Linked DNA regions of Mus musculus: regions 1, 2, 3, 5, 6 and 7 are each linked to region 4. A link is a contact called in public promoter capture Hi-C data. All regions are on one chromosome and are shown on one strand. Each heading gives the region's core, a stretch centred on a gene start, on an enhancer-like site or on the middle of the called end of the contact. The rest is flanking DNA. Distances are from core to core; before and after follow the strand shown.

Region 1 (3,533 bases), core at 777-3,276, 2.6 Mb after region 4:
ACATCTCCGTGAAGTGGGGAGGGCAGGAGAACCGAGTGGCACCTGAGAGGAGACAGTCGGGGGGGGGGGTCCTTTTGACATGGCCAACCTCTCAAAGTACCCGTTGGTCCCTCACCCGCCCGGCAGCCCTCCCCAACCCCTTCTGCACCCAGACCCTCCCGGATGCCCTTCGTCTCCACCAGTTCAAGCTCCACTCACTGCAGGCCTGGGTACCCGCCATTCCAGCTCCGGAGGGGCCCACGCAGGACCTGCGCGGAACGCTGCCCACCACGTGGATCCAAGGGGTGGAGCCGCACCCGGAAGCATCCAAGTCCTGTAGGAGAGCTGGGCCGTGGCTCGGCGCTGTCACTATTTGCAGAACCCGGATAACCTCCACTCTTAAATTTCACACAGCATAGGATTAAATAATTTCTCGACGATGCCCTGCAGGGGGAAATCAGTTCCCTGTTCGTCAGAAACGCAAGCTAGCTCGGATCTAGGGTGCCTGTTCCCCCGACAACTTTGCTCACGTGGTTTCTTCCAACACCGTCTTAAAGGGGCAGTGACTCGCCTAGGCCACGGCTTTTAAAGAGACAGAAGATCTATTTGCAGCATTCTTGCAAAAGCTAGGTAAGAATTCTGGTTGTCACGATTGTACTTTTAAAGCTAGAGTGTATCTTCGGAAGTCCCTGGTGCAGCGAACGTGGAAGATTTAACTGAACCAGGTCGGAAAATAGAGAAAAGTGTACGAACGGAGCATTTTAATAGCAATCAGAGGCGGAGCTTCTGAAGTCTAGGGGAAGCGGGAAACTGAGGGGGAGGAGTCTGCAGAGTCATGGGAGGAGCCTCGGACCCCAGAGCCCCAGAGCCTGGCTTGAAACGGGGTGAGGGTTAGTGTCAGGGAAGACTTGTAGATGTCCTCGTGGACTTAGTGTCCGGAATGGGAAGTATTCCTCACGGTTCCGAGGCAGGTAGAGGTGCAGCTGGTCGGTCCCTGTCTGCTCCGCGGCCCAAGTAAACAGCGGCGCGTGCACGTGGGATTTGGGGGACGTGCCCACGCCCCCTCCCAGCAGGACTGCAGCGCATGGGGTGGCGGGTGGAGCCGCGGGACGGTGGCGAGACAGGGAGACTCGACTGCATTCCTGGCCGGTGTGTCAGCGTCGCTGCCCGCCCCTTCTGCGGAGATTTTGGAGACTCCTCCAGCATTGGGATGCTCCCCCCTTCTTCTGAGGCTTTTGAGAACAGAGGTCACCAAGGCTACGAAGGAGTGTTCCCTCCGCCAGGAATCTCCAGACTATGTGTCCACCCTCGCGCGTGGGCGAGAAACTCTGGGGCTCGCCCTTTGTGGGCTTCAAAACTCCAATTCCCAGATAACTCGAAGGTGGCTGGCGATGGACGTCGGTCAGGAGTCTGCTGGGGATTGTAGTTCAGCTTGTTGCTAGGCACGCCAGTAAATCGCCAATGCTGTGATGTTTTGTTTTGTTTTTTTGAGACAGGGTCTCTTTATGTAGTCCAGGCTGGCTCGGAATTCGCTGTGTAGATCAGGATGGCCTTGAACTTTCAGAGGTGCGCCTGTCTCTGCTTCTTAAGTACTAGGATTAGAGGCCCCTTATTTTTATTTTTTGTTTTATTTAGACAGATAACCCGGGGCTTGGAGTCCTGATTAAGGTGGGTCCTTTTCTCGCCATAGTATTGGTCGTGTGAATTTCTCCGCGCCTCCCATCTCCTCCTTAAGTGTCCAAATCTTCACTCAGGCAAGGGGACACTGAGCCTGGAGGAGTGGGAAAGGGCTCAGGGGTTCTTCCCTTGTACCCATAGTGAGGTGAGGGTCTAAATTCTTGTGCATTTCGCCGTCCAGGACGTCCATGATCTTCTGGACCTAGCTCTGGCTGACTGTCAAATGGATCGCGTCTGACTCCAAATGGAAGTGTCCCTGGCGGCGCCTCGCCCATTCGGGACTACAAATCCCAAGGTGCTCCAGGCAACCGCAGTTCCCCCTCCTCCGAGGGACACGCCTCCCTCCAGTCAGAGTCACGTCGTCTAACCTGTTCCCAGGCGACTGCCCCGCCCCGTCCTCCGCTCCCCGCCGCTGGAGCCGGAGCCGGAGCCCGAGGAAAAGCCCCCCGGTGCCAGGATCTGCCCCGACGCGTGAGTTCCACCCCCACCCAGGGTCCAGCCACCCCAGAACCGGATACCGCGTTCCTGGGAAGACTTATTGGAAACTCGGACCTTAAGTCCAGGGGAATAGTGTGGGGAGCTCACGCCTGGATCCCTGGAAAGAAGGAACTGGGGTGCCGACTTTACTGGGCAGATGGATAGGGGGTTTGGACATCTGCTCTTAGTGGTGCTCGGAGCCCTTGGTCCTGGGGAGTTATTGGAGCTGGAATTTTTTGAATACTTTAATTGGGGACCCTTGGAAGTGTCTTAGGGTGCTGTTGAGGTCCCGGGTCTCTGTATTTGGGGCAGATGTGGGAGATCAGGACGTTCTAGAATGGTCCGGCGCCCGGTCACCCTCCAGCTGCCTTCAGCACCGAACCACTAGGTGTTTGAGTAAAATTAGTGGCACTGGACTAGTGGATCCTGGTCTTCGAAAAGAGTGGGACAAGCACGAGGGGCGTGGGTTTCTCAGGAGGCTGTGTGCGCTACACCCCACCTTCTGGTTTTGGGATGGGGGCAGGGAGTGAGAAGCCGGGGCAGCTCTCCAACCTCTTCTGTGCCGCTGAGCGAACCCCAACATGTCATTAGCTGGGGCGTCAGACCTGCCTAACCAGAGGAGTCACATTCGCCCAGGAGCGCCCCCTAGCGGAAGCGGGAGTCAGACCTCTTATTGCCCCCACGGGATGGGAAATAGGTGGTGTTTGGTAAAGTCATTCTAGAGCCCAGGGCAGAATAACAGGACTGCAGGGCTGGATCTGGTAGGCTTCTGTGGCCGTGTACTGCTGCGTTATGCGTTACAGAGAATGGAAGTGGTAAACAGGCTGGCGGGCCATACAGGCAGTTGAATTGGACGTCTCCTTCGCTCTTGTGACAGCTGTCTGTGTGTGGAAGGAATTCCTTCACTGCCACCAGCTTTTCTAATTAACCTTCTTCCTCCTGGGGTGGGGCTCCTTGTGACCCAGAGGTGAGGCATGTTGCCTCCACTTCCATCTGTCTGACCTGAGGTATTATGGGAGATAAGGGAGGGAGGGAGGCTAATTCTGGAGGTGTCTGTCTGTCCTTGAGCCAGGGAGAGGGCAGGGGCAGGCACGCACCTCCCACTGTCTCTCCACCTCTGAGCCCTTATGTAGGGGGATTACGAAGCTGGTGGGGGAGAAGGGTCTGAAGAGGGAGGGTGTTTGCGAATGCCTGGGCTGGAGTGACAGCCTGAAATGAAGCTAAGGAACAATAGCCACAGCTGCCAGCACAGGCTGTGTGTGTCCTGCCAGGCTCAGGTCAGGATGGGTCTCTCTGTCCACACAGGCATTTGGCAATCACCCAAAGGTAGAAACAGCGAGTTCCACCTTCAGTGGAGTTCGTTGACCCCCGAGAGGATGCCTCCCTAGCAATGGGGAAAC
Region 2 (3,545 bases), core at 702-3,201, 2.4 Mb after region 4:
GCTTCCAAAAGCCGAGCCTCGAACAGGAGACCCCATGTCTCAAACGCCACTAATAACTTTCCAGAAACCCAGCCTGGATTCCCTCAAACACAAAGTCTACCCTCAAACCGGTCTCGAGCTCTGGGGTCCCTCTCCATCCGACCTAGAGCTCCCTAGGGGGTCACGGCCGCAGGGTGTGACTCTGACGACTCCTCACCATCTCCCCGCTACCTCAAGCCAGCTAGAGCCAGGGCGTCTGCCGCCCCACACCCGTTGGTCACCAGCACTCACCTCAAGATTTGCAATATGGCGTTAAGCCTCGACTTCTGCTTTGGCACTGGGCTCACGCTTCGACAGTCTGAAGGCTCCGGCAGCGGCTCGCGCGGCTCCCGCGGCTCGCGGGGTCCCAGGGATGCAGACCGCGTGCCTCCCGACGCGCAGACCGAGCGAAGAATGGCAGGGCGCGAGGCTGTGGCGCGAAGGCACCAGAGCGCCTGAGGCGAGGCCACGCCCCCTCCACGTTCCCGCCACGCGGTGCCAGGCACGAGCAGAGGAGCGTTGGAAAAGGGCAGTGCGGCGAGTGCGCACGCGCACCCGGGGCAGGGCACGGGCCACAGCTCCGACACGTGCTCCCGCTCCCGCGCTCGCAGCATCAGCCAATCAGCTCTTGCTCCATTACCCGCCCTTTCCTCAGGCCACGCCCTCTGTTTTGCCCCGCCCCCTGACCTATTTACCTCAGACCCCAGCAGGATTTGCCAGGTGTCCGCAAGCGCGAGGTGTCTGTACTCCCCCTGCTGGCCCTCCTGTGTCCCCATCCGACCCTTTCGCTTTAGGGCGCATCTGCTTAAAGACCACTGTGTGTCAAGTACCTTGTTCAGGCGGCTAACTTCGCCACCTTTCCCTGAAACGAGGCTTTGTAGACCCCATGGAAATGCCAGTTCCTGTAGCTGCAAACAAAGTAACCTTTAGTGTCTGAGTGTGGATCCAGTCTTGCTATATAGCCCAGGCTTGCCTACTACTTGTAACCGTTTTGTCTCAGGTCTGTCTGGAACGCAAGGAATGCACTACCTTGTAACTCAGGTTACAAACTACACAATTTATTTTTAAAAAGCATTTTAGTTTTAACTAGGTATACATGTTGGGGGGGTGGGGGGGAGGAATACTGCACGCAGGTGTCCCCAGATGCCAGAGGCATCAGATGCCCCTAGAGCTGGAGTTTTAGACAGGGGCTTCTAGGGGCATCTTCAGGGGCAAATGCAAATTCTCTGCAAGAGCGATGTCTTCCTAACCTCTGAGTAGTCTTTCCAGCTTCATCTTTATTTTTTGACACAGCGTCTCATACCCTTGACCAGGCTAGTCTCAAACTCACAGAGGTACACTAACCTCGGCGTCCAAAATGGTGCGATTAAAAGTGTGTGCCACCACGGCAGATTCAAACCGTACATTTTGGAAATGCTGCCAAGATTCCTGCCCTTCTGGAGGCTCTGTTCTACCTGTGATGTGAACATAGTGCCTGGGCTTTTCCTCACTTCGATATCTTGTTTTCTTTATTTGCCAATTAGGAGGTGGTGGTAGGCAAGTGTGGGGAGTGAGATGAAGGTGAGAAATGGGAGAGAAAGTTTGGGAAAACTCATATATTATTAATTATTTGTCAACTAACATGATAAATCAATAAAGTTGTTCTTCCTAAACTCTTCATCCCTCGCTAACGTCCCTTTGAAGTAGCCTCGATTCTCTTTTCAAGGGCCTCGGGCCAAAATGGAGGCGGCTGGACTCTATTTCCCAGATACCCTCGCGGGAGAATTTTCTGCGCCTGCGTATTTTAGTGTGCCCTTAGCCTCCTGGTAATTAGAGTTTCTGTCTCTCAGCCCGCCTAGTTTGTTTCCTACTCCACCTCCAAGTTACCGTATTGCATCTTGGGAGCTGTAGTCCATGGCCGCCCGTACTCTAATTCCCAGTGGGCTTCGGGGCCAGAACCCGGAAGGGGAGGCTGGAGAGGAGCGAGTGGGGGAAACCCGCGTAGTCGGGAGAGCTGCAGCGCGGGGAGATGGTGAGAGCCCCAAGCTGGGTCCTGCGGGTGCTTGAGAGTATGAGCGGGGTGTTCAGGACTTGGGTTCGAGAGGAAGCAAACTGAGGCTAAAGAAAGGGCTGGGTGTGGGGAGATCACTGTGGGTGGGGATTGAGAGGAACGGGAGCCCGAGGAAGTAGAAGAATGGGGGCTAGGGAGGGGTCTTGGAGGTGGAGAGAGTCGAGCTTTGGAATCAGCTATCAAGGGGATTGGGAGCTGGAGGAGTGAGGCGCGGAGTTGGAGTCCTGGCTGAATAGATCAGAGACCCTGAGTGGGTAATTTCGAGGGAGGTTAGTTAGCCTGGTTATATGGAAAGGCATAGGAGTCCGGGATAAATGAGTGAAGGGAGAGGCTAACCACGGATGCATTGGGTTGGGTTGCGGGATTGCGAGGTGGGGCGGCAAGGCCAGTTGAAGAGATGGGAGGTAGAAGTCATCGATGGTCCAGGTTAGCTTCTAGGACCAGGAGGCGTTGTAGGGTGCGTGAGTTAGGAGCGTGGCTGTCAATATCGTGTCTTAATCTAACCAAAAACTACCAATAAACTGGACAGCCACAGAACTCTGGGTTGATATGACCAGATGGGGTCCATAGAGACAACCTTTAGCACCCTTCTAGCCCCGGTCGTATCTAGATATAGTGGTTTGTGTGGGCAGTCCAGCTTTCAGGTTCCTTATTCTCTTTTGTGACCTGCACAGGTCTCTCTGTAACCCTCTTGTGACCTTATATGTATGGTGAGAACAAGCAGGCCATTCTGAAGATAGCTAAAGGGAGGTTCCATAAAAATTGATATTTTTGTTAGGAAAGTTAAGTCCCAGCGTCAAAGCTGTTGGTGGAAAGCTCCCGTCCCAGGAATGTTGACTGGATTCAAGTTGTTAAAAGATTTCCTATTCTTCAGTCCAGCCCCCCAGACATTTTCTCAAAACCTGACAATAGCCTATGTACACCACAGTTTATGCAGGGGACACCCCCGTCCCCAGCCCTACCCCTTTATTGCTAGCATCTTTTTCTAAGAAATGCCCAGGTTCGGTTTCAGCTGTGTGTGTATTAACTCACTGGATTCAGGCGGTGCCTTAAGTGTAGATCTTCATTTCACAGGAAGCAAGTAGAGGCACGGAGAGTTTAAGCAATCTTCTCCATGTCAGCCAACATTAAATGGTAAATGTACAATTGCAATTTGGGTCAGAATCTGCTTTGGTGGAGACACCCGGCCAGAACAACTGTCAGATAGGATTTAAGTCTTTTCTGTGACCTGAGCTTGGAAATCTGTCCAGCTATTAAATGAGATCCATAACCTTGGTAGGCTAGAGAGTTTAGGGAGATAATGTTTGGAAAGTGCTTAGACTAAGTGCATATAGTACACATGTGTTGTCTTGGGACTTGCTGTGTAGCTCAGGCTGGCCTCTTAACTCTTGAACTTCCCGCCTCAGGAGCCAGAGTGCTGAGGTTTATCACTACTGGTGCCCAGATATTATTTGTTGTTGTTTTGAGACAGGGACTC
Region 3 (3,717 bases), core at 912-3,411, 2.6 Mb after region 4:
ACATCTCACACACGGAGTTAGGATTCTACTTAGCTTGGTATCTCACACACGCTCGCTCTCTGACATTTCAGAGATTCAGAGACACGCGTCCTTGTATTTTATTTTTTAAATGGCATGTAATTCTGTTTTGTTTTATGTGTATGAGTGTTCTGTGTACTTGGTACCTTAGGAGGTCTGAAAAGGGCGTCAGATCCCCTGCAACTGGAGTCACAGATGGTTGTGAATGCTGTGAATCTAGTCCTCAGCAAGAGTAGTCAGTGTTCTTAACTTCTGAGCCATTTCTCCAGTCCCTGGTTCTTTTTTCATGGGGGAGGGGGTAGTGGGAGAGTCTTCCTATGTATCCCTGGCTGATATGGAAGTCACTGTATAGATCAGGCTGCCCTTGAACTCACATAGATCGCCTGCTTCTGCTTCTCCAGTGTTAGGGTTGACACCAATACATCCAGAGGTTTTGGTTTTTTTGTTTGTTTTGTTCAGGGTCTTGCTTTGTGGCACAGGCTGGGCTGGAAGTCACTAAGTAGGACATAAGCTAGTTTGGAACTTGCTCCAGTCCTCCTGCCTCAGCGTTCTCGGTGCTGGGTTTACATGCGTGCTGGTGGTTGCCACCACTCACTGCGGTCTTACTGCACCCTTTTAACCTCAGCAAATGATTCCAGGTAGAGAAACTAAGGCATTCAGTGGGAACTTGCCTCTGTCAGCGCTTCCTTCACAGAACACACGGTTCAGGCGCGCCCTCTAATGGCAAGGCTTATGCACGGCACTCTGATTCCTTGGCAGCTCAACCCCTTTCCTTCCTAGGATCAACGGTTACTTACTATTAAATTTGATAAATTAACTAGTTTTGAGTCAGGATCTTATTTTGTAGCTCTGGCTGACCTGGAAATCACTCTGTAGGTCATGCTGTCCTCGAACTCACCGAGATCCGCCTGTCTCTGCCTCGTGTGTTGGGATTAAATGTGTGAGCCATTTCGCCTGGCTACTATTAATAGTTCTGTTTTGTATCACACTTCCAAAGGCCTGGGGCCATGGCTCAATAGTAGTGTCTCTGCCTAGAATTCACAGCGTAGGCATGTGCTTGTACACACACACACACACACACACACACACACACACCTCACAACTAGGAAAACATTAAAAAAGATATAGAGGGATTACATATGATGACCTTTGGGCGTGCCCTCTCTCAATACACGAAGACCAAAAGAAAATGGAGAATACGTTGGTAAATGCATGCAAAATTTTAAATGGAGAATTTTTAAAAGTATGAACTCGAAGGAAAGATTTGCAGCCTAATGAAGTGACTAACAGCATCAGCCCTTAAGCATCACTCCAACAAATGGGCGGTAATCAAAAGATGCTCATCTCCTTTTCCTCCCCCTTTTTAATTTAAAAAACCGTTGAATTGCTCATTTCGAAAAAATGGGCAAAGGATATGAGCCAATCTTTGTTAAAAGGAATAGGCAAAGGAAATGAGCAAGAACAAAAAATATATAAGACCATTAAACTATTTCCTTAGCAATCACAGAACTACAAGTTGGAACGGGGTGAAACTGTCCTTCCAGGAAATGAGTCATACTAAGTCATTCATGGGGCCCAGGTCTCGGAACACAGGTGTCCCTTCCTTCAGGAAGCCCGTCCTCACACCCCAGCTGGGTCAGGTGCCCCCTAACACGGGCTCAATGTCCTCTGGGCTCTCCCTTCCCGACCCTGCCCGCTCTGGGTTGTCCCTGTCTGACTGTCCCACTGGACTTTAAGCCACAGCTGTCGGTATCAGTCCCTGCTTGGGATGCAAGTGGGGAATGGCTTAGAATGAGTGAGTCAATGTCTGTGGGCTGAGTCCACCCACGCTTACAGGGAGGGCGTCCTCTGAAATCTCACCTCCCTCCTCTCTCTCTCTCTCTCTCTCTCTCTGTCTCTCTCTCTCTTTGTCTCTGTCTCTCTCTCCTTTCCTCCTTTCCCTCCCCCACCTCCTTTGATCATCACTGAGCCGGATCTGGAGTCTGGGAAGCGCTCAAGAGGGCCTTGGAACACAACTACTTGAAGTCAAAGTCTCCCAGGTACCAAGATGCACAAGCTTCCATCCGCCCCAAACCACAGCGGTCCTCCAGGACCATAGAGAGCAGCGCGAATAGAGTTCCCCGCTCTAACTCCTCCGGGGAGCAGCGAGACGAGCGAAGGGCCAGAGCGGCCGGAAGTGAGTCTAGCAGGAGTTGTGCTGGCTGTGCTGGCGTTGTGTCGCCTCTGTTTCCCCCCGTGGTATTTCCTTCTAGGCATCGGGAAAGACCAGGTGAGTTTTGGCAGTGCTTAGACGCAGAGCTAGGACCGAGAGGGACAGGGTGGAGGTGGATGGAGGCCGGGGATTGATGATTGGCAGCGGAAGAAGCCAATCATTGCGGAGGCTGAGACTAGGCCGGGACTGGGCGAGGCGAAAGCATCCAGGTGTGCCCCTGGGGGCGGGGCCAATTGCCTCTGAGCGAGTGTCGTGCGGGAGTAATAGCAGGTAGGCGGGGCTATAAGACCCGTAGACCAATCCGGAGTGAGAAGGAGGAAAGGGGCGGGCCCACTGGTTGGTCCTCTGGAACCTAACGCTAGCGAACCGGGCAACCTTTTGTGGGATGGGGTGGGGATACCACTGTGAGCCAGAGTTTCCCTCTGGAATATGGAAATGCCTACGACGATGTCGCCACGCCTTTCAGGCCCCAGATGGACCCTGGGAAGGACGAGGAAAGTCGGCCACAGCCCTCAGGACCACCCACCAGGAGGAAGTTTGTTATCCCACTGGAGGAAGAAGAGGTGCCCTGTGCAGGGGTAAGAGCGAAGACTTGGGGGCTCTTGGGAGTTAAAAGGATCCCTGGGACTACGGTGTGAGTTTAGGCTTGGGTTGCTTTGGAAAAATAACCTGCCATGCTCTGCAATCCTCGGTTTGCCCGTTGGTAAAATGGCATGACAGGGTGGTTAAGGGAGAGGCTGGCAGCTGGGCAATGGCCAGTGATAGCTTTTGTTTGTTTAGTTTGGGTCTTCGATTGGGTCACATGTTTCCTGGGCTAGCCTTGAAATTGATGTGTAGCTAGGGTTGGCCTTAAATCCAGTTCCTCCCATCTCCACTTCCCAAGTGCTGAGGTTATAGCAATGGAACATCCTTTTGTTTTTTGTGTGGATGTTTTGCATGCCTGTATGTCTGTGCACTACATGCATGTAGACCTGCAGAGGCCAGAAGTCATTGGCTCCCCTAGACCTGGAATTGAATCCAGATCCTCTTGAAGAGCAGCCAGTGCTCTTAACTGAGAAGGCATCTCTCTGGCCTCTAAAACATGTCTTTGTGCTGTCTGTACACACATGGATGAGTGCTGTGAAGCTCCTGTGAAGGGCAAAAGATAACCCGTGGGACTTGATTTTATCCTTGTACTGTGTAGATCCTCAGGACTGAACTGAGTGAGGTCACGAAGCTGGCAAGTACCTTTACCCACTGAGCCATCTTGCCTGCCCCCCCTTCCTTCTTTCTTTTCTTTTCTTTCTTTTTTTCTTTCTTGAGCCTTGCTATGACCTAAAACTTGCAGCAATCCTCCTGTCTCCATCTCTCAAGTGATAGGAACTTCCAGGTGCATTTCACAACACTAAACTCAGCTATGGGTTTTGTATAAGCAGTATTCTGGGTTTTCAAGTTATGGATTTGGATCTGACCTTTTTCTGTTATTATTTTGCTTTGTTTTTACATTT
Region 4 (3,741 bases), core at 982-3,481:
TGTGTGTGTGTGAGAGAGAGTGTGTGTGTGTGTGTGAGTGTGACACAAGGACTTTCTCTCCTTACTTTTCTCTTTACATCTTTCAAATTTATCCTCTATGTTTCTGTGTGTGTTTGTGAATGTACGTTAGTGTTGTGTATGTGTTTGTGTGTGTGCATGTGTGTGTGCATGTGTGTGAGTGTGTGCATGTGTGTATGTATGTGAGAGAGAGAGAGAGAGAGAGAGAGTGTGTGTGTGTGTAAATCAGAGGACAACACAAGGACTTTCTCTCCTTACTTTTCTCTTTACATCTTTCAAATTTATCCTCTATGTTTCTGTGTGTGTTTGTATATGTATGTTAGTGGTGTTTATGTGTGTGTGTGTTTGCGTGTGTGTGTGTGTGTGTGTGTGTGTGTGTGTGTATGCGTGAGAGAGAGAGAGTTTGTGTGTACGTCAGAGGACAACTGGAGAGGGCAACTGGAGAGAGTCAGTTCTCTCCTTCCTCCATACAGGTTCTAGTGATTGAACACAGGTCATCGTCAGGCTTGGCAGCAGTTGTCTTTATCCACTGACCTATTTGCCTCGTTCAGGTTTTAGAATTTTGAGACAAAGTCTGACTCTGTAGTCGAGGCTAGCCAGAGAGTCCCTATATAGTACAGGATAGCCTTAATCCATACCAGTACACTTCCATGGATTTACAGACACTGTGTCTAGCCCAATTCCTATCTTTATTTTATTTTATGTACATATGTAGTTATATTTATGAGAAAACCTACATCCCTAAGCTCAACTAAATAGAGCACTGCGTAAGCATAGAAAGGCAGTTAGTTACATTTTTAGGTCCACAGCGTAATGACTTGTTTAACACTATTTCTGCTGGGCATCAGTGGTGCATACCTTAAGTCCAGGTAAGCAGATCTCTGAGTTCAAGTCCAGCCTGGTTTACAGAGTGAGTTCCAAGACAGCCAGGACTACATAAGAAACCATGTCTCAAAAGTAAAATAAAATAAAATAACCTACTTTTCCTAAGACTGGTGTGGTGGCATATGCCTATACTGTAGCCCCTTTGGTGGCAGAAGCTGCAGGATCAGGACTCCAACTGATCCTCCCCTACAAGGCTAGTCCTAGGCCAGTCCGGGATACATAAAACCCTGAGCTTAGGGGCTGGTGAGATGGCTCAGCGGTTAAGAGCACCAACTGCTCTTCCAAAGGTCCTGAGTTCAAATCCCAGCAACCACATGGTGACTCACAACCATTGGTAACGAAATCTGATGCTCTCTTCTGGAGTATCTGAGTACAGCTACAGTGTACTTACATATAATAAATATTTTTTTAAAACCCGAGTTTAAAGGAAAAAAAAAATCACTGGAGGGAAGAGTGAAACATGCCTTCTGAACGTGACAGAGATGATGCCAAACCTTACAGCAGCTGGGAGTTACTGCTCAAGGCCTGTAGGAGACCAGGCCCATCAGCATTTCACCACAGGTGGGCACGGATTGAGATGCTGGAGAGAAGACTCAGTGTTTAAGAGCTTTTGCTACTCTAGCAGATTCGGCTCCCAAACTCCAGTTCCTAGGTTCTTATGCTGTCTTCCACCTCTGTGGACACTGCAGGCATACTATAGACTTACCTACATGCAGGTGAGAACTCAAATACATAAAATAAGCAAAAAATTAAAAACCAGTCGCCGAGGGTGCGAGGGTCATATTCCCAGTAGTGTATTCTGTTAAAAGATGCCCATGCCCAAGTAAGTAACGCTCACATCCGCAACCCCAGATCAATGCCGTGGGTCACACGCTCCGCAAGAAAAACATACATGAAAAAAGGAACACTTTGGGGAAGAAAGGGTTTTGGTGGAGGAGAAAGAAGTAAGCTAATAATAATGGGGAAATATTATCAAAGCACATTATATGTTATAATTTAAAGCAAAGTTGAAAAGAAAAAACTACTATTCCCAGCATGTCCTTGCTGGTAGCTTTGGGATCGAGGAGCACTAGAACCACATTTCCCGAAATGCAACGCTCACTCAGTCTACTTTTAACCTATGGAAATTGTCCTTATTCAGAGTCCTTCATCCACAATGCATTTGGTACTCGCATTTGGCGACTAGGTCTCTTGATAGGAAAAAGGGCAGTCGCAGAGCATGCTGGGAAGGCGTTAGACCGGGGCCACCCTTGCCAACGCGTGCGTTTAAACTACAACTCCCAGAGGGCCGTGCCCGAGAAGGAAGGCGGGTTCTCCTGCCGGAAGTCAGTTCTAGCCCTGGGCCCCACAACTGCAAGCAGAGCCGGAGCCGCCCTGTTACAGCGGGACCCGGGCCTCTGGGGTCCAGACAGGGGTCGCCATGGTAACGGGGGGAGCGTCGTACCGGGGACAGGCAGAGGGGGGTGGTTCACGTACGGTCCCCGGGGTTTCGGTTTGGAGGTGACAAGCTTCCTCCTGCTGCGGATGATCCGGGCCGGGCGCGGGTTCTCGGGATTGGGGTCAGGAATGGGGATCAGGGGCTGGATGCTGCGCTGCGGGGTGTGCTTGTGGTTCCAAGCAAAGGATTTGGAGGGGAAGGAGTGTCCAGGGGAGGGACTGCCTTGGTGGGAGACATTTGGGGGTGATTTTGAAACCACAGAGGCGGGAGAAGATATTGGAGATGAGGAAGGGATGATGGAAAAGAACCAGAGACTCTACAGACAGGGTAGAGAGGGTTCCTTATGAGAAGGAAGGAGCTGGTTTTAAGGAGAGCTAGTGTTGGGGCAAATTGGATATGGCCAGGGTAGATGCTCTCCAGGGGAAGAAGAGGACCCTGGAGGCCGGAAGTTAGCCCCTGTAGGATTAGAGTTAGGCTGCTGCAAGAGGAGAGAGGGCTGTAGCAGTAGAAAGTGGATTCTAGAAGAAAATGGGGAGCAACTGAACAGAATGTTCCACAGAGGAGAGGTCCGGGGTGCAGAGTAGACTTGGAGGCGTCACATTTGAGGAGGGGGAGCTTTGGGAGAAGGGCTGAGCACTGGATTTAGGGGAACCTCCACCTCCAAGACGGGCCTTTTGGAACTAAGAGTTCTTTGGATAGGGACTTGGAGAAGAAGACTTGGGAGGGGGATGTCAGAACAGGAGGTGAGTAGAGGTCTTGGAGGTTCGATGCGACCTTTGTAAAAAGGGAGGCCAGCCTTGGACAGGGAGAAGGGGTGCTTGTAATGAAGGACAGGTGAAGCTTCCCGGAGTCGGGGCCAAAGGTGCTGGGGTCAGGGGGATGGAGGTTACAACGAACAATGTGGGGAGGTGGTCGGGAGGCTCCCTGAGGGTACAGCAGAGGGATGGATGTAGGGACTAGGGGCTGCTCAGATGTGTTCCCAGGAGTGAAACGATTCTCATTGAGGGAAACAGAAAGAAGTATTGGTTGAAGTGGGGTAGGACACAGAGGGCTTAACTCAGCCTTGCTTCCAGCTGTTCTTCCCTTCTGCTCCTGTGCCCACCCCCTTCCCTTCCTGGGTTTCCCTGGCTCAGCAGAAGTAGTTCTTGGAAGGGGCATGTAACATCCTGTTTGTGGTTTTCTGCTTAGGTTGAATAAGGCAGATAGGTTGAGGGAAGAATGAGGCTCGGGAAAGACCATGGAAGCCAGTAAAGAATCCAGGGCTCAGGGTAAAGACTTGGAGGAACTAGCTCTGCTTTCTGGTTGTGATAACTATGGGTCTTAGCTTTGTCATCTGTAAAATGGGCAAGAGCATATATGACTGGACAGACAGGGCTTCAAACTAGGCTTCCCAGCAGGGA
Region 5 (3,414 bases), core at 839-3,338, 2.5 Mb after region 4:
TGTTTTTGTTGTTATCGGTTTTTGAGACATTGTCTCACTATGTAGCCTTGGTTGGCTAGGAAATCTCTATGTAAACCAGGCTCTCAAACTCAGAGATCTGCCTATCCACCCTAACTGGCTTTTTTTCTTATAGGTTATTTTTAAATTTATTTATTTTATGTGTATGGGTGTTCCGCCTTCATGCATATGTACCATATGTGTGCTTGGAGGTCAGAAAACGGTGTCAGATCTCCTGGGACTCAGCTCAGTGGCAGAGACTTCAACTCTAGAACCCACGTCTTGGACTAAAGGACCTCCTCTGACCGTAGACTGCCTAAACCAAAGCTCTACACCTATGTGGGCTGAGCGCCACCTCCCAAGCCCTTTTGTTTGGTTGTGGTTTGTTTGAGACAGATCCTCATGTAGCCCAGGCTGGACTCAAACACTATTGTATCCAAGGCTGGCCTAGAACTCCTTGATTTTCCTGCTTCTGCCTTTTGGGTGTTTTCTGATCAAAGATGGCCTCCAAGCCAGACATGGTATTACAGGCCTGTAATCCCAGCACTTGGGGTGGGAGAAAGAGGATCAGGAGTTGAAAGCCATTTTAGGCTGCATAAAGCCCTGTCTTAAATACAAAACAAAGCAACAACAACAAAAACCAACTTAACTATAATAACAATAGCTTAAAAATCAAAGCTGTCCTATCTCCTGCTCACGGTCATTTTACCAACCTCACACGCTGCCTTTCCAGACCACATCTGTAGCTCAGATCCCATCTATTACATCATTCTATGCTGTTGCCTCAACCCCACCCATGTCTAAGCTCCTCTCTGAGCCTTAAAAGTTTTGAGTGCTTTGGGTTGGGCAAGGAGGCTCAATGGAGTAAAAGCCCTTTGCCTGGTGACCTGAATTCCATCCCCCAAACCCACATGGTAGAAAGAGGGAATTCTGGGACCTGGTGCTGGCCACAACTGCCCATAAGAGGTGTTGATGATATGGCAGAGGCAGGATAGAATAGGAGTTTTGTCTCACTTGTTTATCGGTATCCCGCTGGGGCCTACGTACCTGTCTTACCACACATGCTCTATAGACGACTATTGAAAGGATGAATGAACGGAAACTTCCCAAAGCTCCTACTCTGAAGAGTAAGCTTGCTGGGTATGAACGTGTGACTGGAGCAGAGTGACCTGCTTATATGCTCCACAGGATACACACACACACACACACACACACACACACACACACACACACACACAAATAATTGTAAAACTAAATGTTAGGGCTGGAGAGATGGCCCTGAGTTCAATTCCCAGAAATCACATGGTGGCTCACAACCATATACAATGAGAGGATCTGGCGCCCTCTTCTGGCATACAGGCATATATACAGGCAGAACACTGTACATAATAAACAAACAAACAAATCTTTAAAGAAAATAAGTTGGGGAGGGGTGGATAGACAGCTCAGTGGTTAAGAGCACTGTCTGCTCTTCCAGAGGTCTAGAGTTCAATTCCCAGCAACCACATGGTGGCTCACAACCATCTGTACTGGGATCTGATGCCCTCTTCTGGTGTGTCTGAAGACAGCTACAGTGTACTCACATACATAAAATAAATAAACAAACCTTTTTTTAAAAAAGAAAAAAACGAGTTTTGTTTATTTGTTTTGAGACAGGGTTTCTGGCTGTCCTGGAACTCGCTCTGTAAACCAGGCTGGCCTTGAACTCACAGAGATCTGTCTGCCTCTGCCTCCCAAGCGCCGGTAAAGGTGTACACCACCATAGCCTGGCAGAAAATAAGTTTTAAGTTTTAGTTCTTTTCCCCACCCCCTTTTTCCACGCCATCTCCAAGTCTAGCCTCAGACTCTACCCCAGAACATCATATCCCACCCTCTCTCAGTGCCATCTCTAAAACTGCCCCAACACCCTTACATCGGAGTATGCATATTCTGGGCACTCTCTCCCGCGCTGCACACCGCTCAAGCCCCGCCCCATTCCTAAAGGCCCCGCTCTCCGAAACCCAGACGCCTCCCATTAAAACGGAGGTCCCTCCCTCCAGGTCCTCAAGCCCCGCCTTCAATTCTAGGCCCCGCCCCAGGCCCCCGCGCTGCAGTGCTTGCTCCTCTGCGGCCCCGCCCTCCCCCGCGGAGTGGAGCAGAGGGCGGCGGCGGTGGCGGCGGTGGCGGCGGCGGCTGCTAAAGCAGCCCGGGAGGATGGCGGCGGCGTCGTCGACGCGGCGGAGATGAGCGCCCGTGGCCCCAGGCCCAGGGCGGCGCGGCCGGAGTGGGCGGGGGTCCCGATGCAGGCCCGAGGGGGGCCATGGGGCAGGTCCTGCCGGTCTTCGCCCACTGCAGTGAGTATGGAGAGGCTCCGGCCTGGTGTGGGGCACAGAAAACCGCGTGGGGTCCTCCTAGGGTCTCCATCTTCCGCGAGCGGGCTCGAGGGAGAGCCGGGAAGCCGGGAAGGAGACAAAGGAATCCTTCCCCTCCCCCCCGCGCTTTGGAGGCAACTGGGGCATCCTGACCCGGAGGACCCGGTGCAATGGGGTGGAGGGGGGGTCATCGAGATCGCGTGTTGGGGGTGCGCGCTGGGCGCTGGATTGGGTCGCCCCGCCCAGTGTGAGAAGGAGCAAGCTCGTGGGGAGCTGTCCCCGGCCCTGGTGCTGGCCTCAGCTGACGGGTTGAGTCAGGATGAAATAGAAGGATCCGACTCCCCTCGGCACACATTTTGCATCTCACCCTCATGATCTGCCCAGAAGGCACTCCCAATATCACCCTGGGTGTCCGACCCCTGTCCTAAGAAAACAGTCATCCCTGGCTTCGTTCCAAGTCTGAGTCTTTAGCGGGCTTTTCCACTCAGTAGTAACCCTGCAGAAGATCACACTCCTCTTCAGGCCTCTGGTTGCCCAGGTGAGGAAATGAGACGGAGGTGCGGGGTAGGGTTTCCATTTTCGAAGGCTGTCGAGGCTCTCTTGTGTGAAGAGCCCCTAAGCTAGCTCCAGGGGCTGGCTTCCTGGTTCCAAGCCCCTTGTGTCATCCTGCTCCACTCTGAGACATCGGCTCTGGCAGTCGGTGTTTACCCGTGCGTCCCACACAGGGTAGTTCTGACAGCTGGGGATGCCGACGCTAGCAGATCTAGCCACTTGCACGTCTTGGGTATCCAGATGCCCAAGTTCTGAGAATGTGCCACTCGGACATTTTTAGTTTCATTCCCCTCCTCCTAGCGCCCAAAGATCTCGTCTTCAGCTGAAATCACCAGGGGGAGACCCTGCAGGCCTGTCCCCAGCCAGCCCCACCTCTCTTGTCCTTATCTATAATCTGCCCCCTTCCTCCATTCACACCTTCACACCCCTCTGTTCCTGTCCCAATCACAGTGCCTACCTCAAAAACTTTGTACTGACCTTCCCCTCTGTCTGGAAGGCAGAACCCGAGGCATCT
Region 6 (3,777 bases), core at 179-2,678, 2.6 Mb after region 4:
AGCTCGCGCCGCGACAGCCAATCACAAAGCCACGCTGCCCCCTCCCTTAGCAACGTGGCCTCGGCGTTCCAAAATAGAACGTGCCCGGGACGTCAGGGGCGGGGCGGGCGGAGGGGGCGCTGCGCGCTGTGCGTGCCCCGCGTCAGACGGAGGATTCCAGCGCGTCAGCCTTTACGCACGGGTCCCCCGTTACGTCTCCGCGCAGGAGGCGGAGGCAGCGTGACCGGGGTTCGAGGCCCTAACTCTTGCTGGGTGGAGGGTGACTGCGGACTTGCAGTCCGCGTTTTGAAGGAAGAGGGAAGAGGAGGAGGCTCCTGGAAGCTTCTCTGGAATTTTTTGTTTCTTTTTCTTCCCCTACTTGCCTAGCTTCGGCTTAGGGAGCCGGCTTTCGGCTAAAAGTTCTCAGCTTCTGCTAACCACCGGGTATATACTTTGCACCGGGCATCGCCAACGTTTGCCCAGCTGCATTCCTTTCCCGCGCTCCGCGCAAATAACCTTTTGCAAACATCACTCCATTCTTTGCAGTTTGCAAACAACAAAAAACCAAAGTGCAAACCGAACTATTGCAATCCCAGATCCTGGGTTTTGGCGCGTCTCTATTTGAGAGGATGCTCAATCTACACTTTAGCCTGAAAGAAACACCCCCCCCCCCAACCACTAAAGTAGAATCTTTACGATCTAAAACTTACCTGGGAGGCGGCGGCGGTGGGTGGACTGCCGAAGGAGTCCACCGAAGACAGGTACTGAGACTCGGCGGAGGGTGATGAGCTACACCGGGAGCCGGAGTCGTAGTCTCCGGGAAAAGCTTGAAACATTTCCCTGGGCACAGGGGGGCCCCTGTGACCACGCTGAGGTCGCCGGGAAGCCAAGGCTATGGCCGAGTGGAATGAGATGCGAGTCCGGAGTAGACCGGACACGTCTCCAAAGTGCGCTGCTCGGGGAAGCTTAGTCTCCGGTTCGGAGAACTGCCCAAGTTTCGATGCAAGTTCCCTCTGCAAGATCCCAGATCCCCTTCAGACCGCCGCTGTACCTCCTGAAAGTCCAGGCTCTGTCGGTTTCACGGGGGGCGACGCGGGGATCGCTCCCCGCCCAGAAACCCGCCGGGCAGTGCCGCGGTGCAGCGTGCGCTTCAGATGCAGTTCCAATCCTGTCGAAGCGTCCCAAGAAATGAGGGAGAGCAGAGGGGCGCGATCCAGAAGCCCACAGAAAGAAAGTCTATCCTCCGGACGAATCGGAAGAACGATCTAGAAAGAGTCTTGCAAAAAGGAAACCCACAAAACTTTCTCTCCAGTTTAAAAATATATATAAATATATATATATAAATTTTTCACGGCCTCCAAGAAGAAGAAAAAGAAAGAGTCACCAGTAGTCAAGTCCAGCAAGCCCCGGCTCCGCGTGTCCCCGGCGTAGCCGCTCCAGTCTTATGAATGAAACCGGGAGCTGCCGGGCTGAATTTATGCCTCCGGGACCCGCCCCCGCGCTTGCGTCACCCGCAACTCCATGCACAAACCTCCCAAACTCTCCCTTCCCGCCGACTGAGCTCCTTGTGGCGCCCTCCAGGGCCTCGTGCACCTGCCACCTGCCCATAGTGTGACCCTGGGGGTCTCGGGGGTCCCCAAGGCTGCGTTCTGAGGGGCTTCGCGGGAGGGGATCCCGCCCCGCCCTCCCCGGAGTTCCTGTGACGCAATTAGCCATATAAGGAGCTCGGCCAGCGCGGCCCAGTGTTTGTTTGGTATCCTAGCAATTACGTCAGAGGGAATCCCTCGCTCCTGCGCGCGCCCGCTGTTGCGCTGTGCGGAACCCGCCCGCGCCTGCGCAGTTCCACGCTGTCCCGGAGGCTGAGATTGACAGGCGCCTAAACTCCCTCAGAAGGCCCCTGCTGACCCGGGTTGGAGAAGGTGCAACTCCAGATCCCAGGTCTGCTTATACCCCTGGGACCCCACCCTCCCCAAACCGGTGCAGCGCCCCTGCTGGTGAAAAAGAGCAAGGTCCCCAGTGCAGATTCTGGCGAGAGGGGTATAATCAGTCTAGGTGGGGAAACTGAGGCTCAGGAGGAATTGGAGAGTCTGTGATATCTCCAGGTGTAGGGATGGGTAAGGATGCAGTCCCCTCCCCACTAGCTTTGTCACGGATTCTGTGTGACTCGGTGAGCTTGGAAAATGTGCTCCCTCCCTGATCTAAAACTTCAGTACTCATAGCTAAGCAAAGGATAGGTGGCTTTTCCGGGTCCCTGAATCTGGGGGACCTGCAGAATTGGAGCAGGTAGGAACCCACACCCGGTGAGTTCTTCAGGCTTGATGGTGTTGGAAGCCTCTCCTTCCCACTTAGCTCAGGAGACAGAAAAGAAAGTGTGTATACAATAATAATTGAACAATAATAATTGGTGGTGTCTGGTGGTGGTGGCAGCTGCGGCAGCAGCACACATCTTTAATCCCAGCAGAAGCAGGGAGATCTCTGTGAGTTCGAAACCAGCTTGTTCTACAGAGTGAGTTCCAGGACAGCCAGGGCTACACAGAGAAACCCTGTCTCGAAAAATAAATAAATAAAATACTAGTGCATTAATATAATCGGTGGCATGTGTTTAGCAATCAGCAGGTATCAGCCCCAGCAAGATGGTTCACAGGTAAAGGAGCTTGCTACACATACCTGACAACCTGAGTCCCATCCCTGGGACTCACGGTGGAAGAAGAAAAATGACTCCTAAAAATTGTTCTCTGATCTCCACATGCATGCAAAGACAGAAAACAACCAGTACTCATATGTAGTAATAATAATAATAATAATAATAATATCAATATTAATGATTTAAACAAAAGGGGATGTGAGGGCGGGAATGTAGCTTAAAGTGGAATGAATGTCTAGCATGTGTGAAGTCCTGGGTTCTATCCACATCCAGAAGGAAAGAATATATATACACGTATTGTGAACATCCCCTCCCCCTATTGTGAACATCCCCTCCTCTTTCTACCCTTTGCCCTCCTCCTTTCTCTGTCTGTTTTTGAGATGGGGTCTCATTATGTACCACCTTTGGCCTGGAATTCATTCTGTAGGCCAGGATGACCTCTACCTCTTGAGTGTTGGAGTTAAAGGCACCTTCCACCATGCCAGGCATATCTGATCTTATGTCCTGCTTGTTTGTTTGTTTGTTTGTTTTTAAAACAAAGACTAGAATTTACTATGTACCCAAGGATGACAATGAACATCTTGCTCTCACCTCTATATTGTCGCCAGGCCTGGTTTATTACTGGGGATGTAATCCAGGGGCCTCCTGCATGCTAGGGGAGCCCTCTGCCAACGGCTGCTGCATCGCTGGCCAGGGTCCTGATTCTTAAGTACCCACTAAGAAGGATGCCACCAGCAACTGCAAAAAGCCTGGGAGACCCCAGGCCAAGCCTAGGGAAAGAAAACTTTTCCAGGGGAGATGCCACACACACATGTCCATTCACCCTAGACAGGGAGCCAGCTCAGAAGAGACCAAAGTCCAATTTGCTGAACCGATGAATTTTCTATTAGAGTTACTTACAGGAGTGTGCATGGGTGAGGGGTGACTTACGGGAGAAGTCACTCAAAGACAGCTGCGTCACCCAAGCCCGCCCCAGCATGAGTGACAGCTTACAAAGCTGGGAGCCTGGAGCACCCTGCAGAGCCTGAAGACTGCTCCACAGATTGGAGGGTGCTCTCTCCAGATGTCTTAGTTGGTCTAAACCTCTTGCAGGCAGCTTGGCTAGGTTCTGAGTCTTCCAAATAGCTGGTCTGTTGTCAGGATCTCCTTTGCAG
Region 7 (3,769 bases), core at 571-3,070, 2.4 Mb after region 4:
TGTGTAGTCCAGGCTAGCCTCCAGCTTGCTGTGTAGCCTAGGCTGGAACTCCAGATAATGCTTCTGCTTCCAGAATGATAGGATTATAGACCCAGACCACCACTACACCCAGGTGTGGGGAGTGAGTTTCTCTCCCCACCTTCTCTTTTTCTCCCCCTCTCCCTCTCTCTTCCCCCGCTTCTCTCTCCCTCTCTCCCCTCATGTTGATGCTTCCAAAATCACATGTAGGCCAGCTTTCAAGGAACTCACATCCACCCTTTCCCTCTTCCTGTCTCTCTCCATGGTGCTGAGGGTCGGTCCCGGGTTTCCTGAATGATGCTTTTACAGCCACAGCCACAGCCCCCACTGGTGAATACTCGGCAAACTTTCTACCATTGAGCCACACCCCCATCCTCACATTGCATGATTCTAAGCATGTGGGGACATGCTCTAAGTTCCTCTTAAAACGTTCTCACTATCTGCCAAGCCTGTTTTAGGATCCCTATGAAATCAACGATATCAGTGACTGTCCCCATTTTGAAGATGAGGAAGCTGAGTCCCAAAGAGGTTAAGAAGTTAGTCCAACTAAAGTGGATCCTAAACACAGTATCTGAATGGCACCACACCACTAATTCTGAAGCCAACCTTCTTGGATTTTAATTCTAATTAGCTGTGGGACTTGGACAAAATGTAAAAACTTCAGTTTCCTCATCTGTATAGTGGAGATTATATTAGTTCAGACCTCACCAGAGAGTACACTGCTTCTGCCTAATATAGGATAATATTTAGTGGGGGTCGTATAGTGCGGGATTTGTGTACCACCAAGAGAATCTAGTCAGGTTCACCTGCCGCTGCAGCCACCACCACCACCACTCCCCTACCCGCCTACTCCCCATCTCTGTCCCCCGACCCCCATCAGATCACTTCTGCCTCCTGGCTGTTTTGGGATCTTCGGAGCCTGAGTTCCATTTCCTGACAAACTGGGGAAAGGAAGTTGGGGGTTGACAATAAAACCCTTTACCTTTCTCACTTGGAGATTGCCAGAACTACCCGGGGGTCGCACAATCAATAAGGGACGCAGGAAAGTTCCCCAGAGACGCTGCGGATCCAGCTGCCCTACCACCAGCCGCAGCTTGGCTTCTGAAAGGCTTCCGATCAGCGGGACCTTGGTTGGGAAATGGGATGGGAAAAAGAAAAATGAAAACAACCCCATTCCCACCTTATCCTGGGCGCCGTTGCCTACTAGGAGTCCTGGCTCTTCCTGGTAATGCAAATCTCCAGCATCAAAGATTTCCTAGACTGGGAGAAATCTTCAAAGCAAATCTGGTCCAGCCTACCGCAGTCCTAACGAGGAAATTGCAATCGGGTGATGGAAATTTCTAAATAGATGGCTTGGGCATAGAACTCAGTTCTACCAGTGTTGCTATGAGGACTCGTCATCTTCAGTGGGGTCTATCACAAAACAAGCCTGAAGCCTTATTTTGTTGGGTAGGGGCACGCGCTCAAGTCATGGATAAATGGCACAGGCGGCAAAAGCCAAATGATAAGACCACGGTAACCTGAGACTCAATACGAAGGGAAAGAGGGAAATGACGCTGGCTGGGCACCAGCCAGGGCTCACCCGCAGATCCCGGCTCCGTGACATCTCCTCAACCCCAGGGTGCCAGCTGTTCCAGACGATATAGAAAGCCAAGCCCATAGCCAGCGCCAGCAGCAGCAGGGGCAGGAACTGCACTCGCGGCAGAAGACGGCGCTTGGAAAGTGAGGGTGGTTTCATGAGGCCACGATCCTCGAGCCGCTGCCGGGGCCGCCCGCGGCTCCCGGGACTCATGGTAGCTTTGCTCTGAAACCAATCCCGGTATGGTGGTTTGAGTTTTAGGCCAAGATCCGCCTCGCTGAGGTTACAAAACCCAATAAAGAAGCAGAGTAACTGCGTCCTTCCCTGAGACGATTGCGATTGGCTGTCCTAAGCGCCGCCCCACCCAAAAAGGAGGGCGGAAACCTTAAGGCCCGCCTCCACGGAAGAGGACCAGTCAATGGGCTGCGTCCGAATGTGCGAAACCTTCCAAGGCGCGGGGTCACGCCCCTCACGGAAGTCGATCAAGAAACTGTCGTTCAAGGAAAAAAGGGGCGGCATCCATCCCTAAAACAAGGAGCCGATTGGTTTACCTGAAGCCATGCCCTCAAGAAAAGTGTCCGAGGGTATTTGGAAATGGGGTTGTGTTTTCCATCTTCCAACTGGACGGTTTGACGGGAAAATAATTCTAGTCAGACCCCGTATTATTTTCCTCATGAGCAGACACCCTATTGTGATCCTCAGAAGCTTCAAATCCTCCTTATAGGCATTTTCTACAGGAGAGTGCAGCCTGAAGGGTCGCTATGGTAACAGGCCACGCCCACAGCCGCTGGTATTTGGTTGCGCAGGCGCCGACGGAAGTGAGCCGCAGGAGACGGAAGTCCCGCCCTTCTCGCCCTGTACGCCAAAGGCTGGAGCAACGCGCTTGGAGGCGGGAGTGATCTGCGAGCGAAACCTACACCATGTGAGGCCGGGCTGGGCTTTGGCGGGGCCGTGGAGATGGAGGTGGACAGTTTAGCTGAATAACGGTCGAAATGGGGTGTTTTTATAGCTGAGGGTAGAGTTCCTCGGGCAAAAGTAATGTTTTTCCTTCTGGGGTATTTGAGATCGGGCTTGGGGCCTCGCTCGGATCTTGAGTTCCGGAGAGGGGACAGCTTTATTCCATAACGGGCATGAGACTCTCCGAGGTCCTGAGTCTTGTGGAAAGGAACCATAAAGGGAAAGCTGAGTCTGATGGCACATGCCTGGAATCCCAGGCCTCGAGAGGCTGATGCAGGAGGTTCGCTAGTTGGCCTTGGCCAGCTTCATAGCGAGACCGCTTCCAAAAGTAATAGTAATTTTAAATGGAAGTGGTCTTATGAATAAAGAGCTTGGCGGGGAAGGAAGAACTGTTAGAAATAGTGAAAAGTATGGGACGTAACCAGGATAAATTAGAGAACCTAACTAGAGACTGTCAGAGTAGCAGGGTACTACAGTGGTTTGGTGCGTGTTTATTCATTGAGCATATACTATGTAGACTGCTTGTAAGTTAAGACACATGGTAAATAAAAGGTCCTTGCCTCCAAGGGGGTGGGGGAATCTCCCTGGTGCTTGTAAAAAGAGTGGAGTAGGAAAGCCATAGAGTAATAAATAGGTACATACACCTTAGATAATCAGGTTTGGATGGAGAATTGAGCAGGAAAGATATAATGCCAGTAGGTAGCACAGTAGGATGCATTGAAAGCCCAGTTCTTGGGATGCAGATTTAGCTCAGTGGACAGAGTACTTACCTACTGTGGGTACTGGGTTTGGTCCTTAACCACACACAAACTAGACATAGTGGCACGTGCCTGTACTCCCAATACTCAGGAGGCAGAGACAAGTCTGAGTTCTGGGGCAGCCAGGCTTCTACAGTGAGATGTTGTGGGGTGGGGCGGAGGTTCATGGAGAGAGATGATTGAAGTTTAGGTTGCGGATAGAAAGGGCCAAGGTTTGGATGTACCATGGTGGCAGATGACAAGATATAAGGATAGAGTAAGGTTTGAAAGAAGAATCAACTGCCAGGCATGATGGTGAGCCTCTGTCATCTCAGACCTTAGGCAGTGGAGTCAGGAGAATTGAGAATTCAAGGTCAGCGGTGGGTGGAAGAGGTTAGGTAGATGAGCCGGGGCAGGCTACCATGGAAATGTCTCTCCTGCCTCCAGAAAAGACTGCACCAGAAAGGGGGCTGGGGAG

Evidence for each region. Promoter capture Hi-C pulls out the DNA fragments that hold promoters and counts their contacts. Capture Hi-C pulls out chosen DNA fragments and counts their contacts.
Region 1: a promoter capture Hi-C map of liver shows a contact between it and region 4, with 5 times the contacts expected there. The contact joins the promoter of Ppp1r13l here to the promoter of Ap2s1 in region 4. A contact is called at or near these places in 1 of 39 promoter capture datasets (liver) and 2 of 115 datasets of contacts at active chromatin or transcription factors (astrocytes and large pre-B cells).
Region 2: a promoter capture Hi-C map of liver shows a contact between it and region 4, with 2.9 times the contacts expected there. The contact joins the promoter of Fbxo46 here to the promoter of Ap2s1 in region 4. A contact is called at or near these places in 3 of 39 promoter capture datasets (hippocampal neurons and liver), 1 of 484 Hi-C or Micro-C datasets (B cells), 2 of 115 datasets of contacts at active chromatin or transcription factors (kidney and stem cell-derived neural progenitor cells) and 1 of 9 other capture datasets (liver).
Region 3: a promoter capture Hi-C map of liver shows a contact between it and region 4, with 6 times the contacts expected there. The contact joins the promoter of Ercc1 here to the promoter of Ap2s1 in region 4. A contact is called at or near these places in 5 of 39 promoter capture datasets (the C10 cell line, cranial neural crest, hippocampal neurons and 2 more) and 1 of 115 datasets of contacts at active chromatin or transcription factors (large pre-B cells).
Region 5: a contact with region 4 is called in a promoter capture Hi-C map of liver, with 4 times the contacts expected there. The contact joins the promoter of Rtn2 here to the promoter of Ap2s1 in region 4. A contact is called at or near these places in 2 of 39 promoter capture datasets (liver and pre-B cells).
Region 6: a promoter capture Hi-C map of pre-B cells shows a contact between it and region 4, with 7 times the contacts expected there. The contact joins the promoter of Fosb here to the promoter of Ap2s1 in region 4. A contact is called at or near these places in 2 of 39 promoter capture datasets (liver and pre-B cells) and 1 of 115 datasets of contacts at active chromatin or transcription factors (stem cell-derived neural progenitor cells).
Region 7: a promoter capture Hi-C map of pre-B cells shows a contact between it and region 4, with 7 times the contacts expected there. The contact joins the promoter of Qpctl here to the promoter of Ap2s1 in region 4. A contact is called at or near these places in 1 of 39 promoter capture datasets (pre-B cells), 1 of 484 Hi-C or Micro-C datasets (B cells), 1 of 115 datasets of contacts at active chromatin or transcription factors (kidney) and 1 of 9 other capture datasets (adipose tissue).

What each region holds. Positions count from the first base shown.
Region 1 is chr7:19,359,190-19,362,722 of GRCm38.p6, forward strand. Ppp1r13l (protein phosphatase 1, regulatory subunit 13 like) reads left to right here and starts at 2,027. Exons shown (of 13, transcript NM_001010836.3): 1 at 2,027-2,127. It overlaps Cd3eap (CD3E antigen, epsilon polypeptide associated protein), which reads right to left and starts at 294. Exons shown (of 3, transcript NM_145822.2): 1 at 199-294; 2 at 1-42. The coding sequence starts at 220.
Region 2 is chr7:19,117,908-19,121,452 of GRCm38.p6, forward strand. It overlaps Fbxo46 (F-box protein 46), which reads left to right and starts at 1,952. Exons shown (of 2, transcript NM_175530.3): 1 at 1,952-2,029. Bhmg1 (basic helix-loop-helix and HMG-box containing 1) reads right to left here and starts at 437. Exons shown (of 13, transcript NM_001370811.1): 1 at 271-437.
Region 3 is chr7:19,342,910-19,346,626 of GRCm38.p6, forward strand. It overlaps Ercc1 (excision repair cross-complementing rodent repair deficiency, complementation group 1), which reads left to right and starts at 2,162. Exons shown (of 10, transcript NM_007948.2): 1 at 2,162-2,287; 2 at 2,697-2,808. The coding sequence starts at 2,704.
Region 4 is chr7:16,736,213-16,739,953 of GRCm38.p6, forward strand. Ap2s1 (adaptor-related protein complex 2, sigma 1 subunit) reads left to right here and starts at 2,232. Exons shown (of 5, transcript NM_198613.2): 1 at 2,232-2,326. The coding sequence starts at 2,324.
Region 5 is chr7:19,280,536-19,283,949 of GRCm38.p6, forward strand. It overlaps Rtn2 (reticulon 2 (Z-band associated protein)), which reads left to right and starts at 2,089. Exons shown (of 10, transcript NM_013648.6): 1 at 2,089-2,330. The coding sequence starts at 2,297.
Region 6 is chr7:19,308,617-19,312,393 of GRCm38.p6, forward strand. It overlaps Fosb (FBJ osteosarcoma oncogene B), which reads right to left and starts at 1,429. Exons shown (of 4, transcript NM_008036.2): 1 at 690-1,429. The coding sequence starts at 815.
Region 7 is chr7:19,147,376-19,151,144 of GRCm38.p6, forward strand. Qpctl (glutaminyl-peptide cyclotransferase-like) reads right to left here and starts at 1,821. Exons shown (of 7, transcript NM_026111.3): 1 at 1,601-1,821; 2 at 1,001-1,144. The coding sequence starts at 1,810. It overlaps Snrpd2 (small nuclear ribonucleoprotein D2), which reads left to right and starts at 2,463. Exons shown (of 3, transcript NM_026943.1): 1 at 2,463-2,519. The coding sequence starts at 2,518.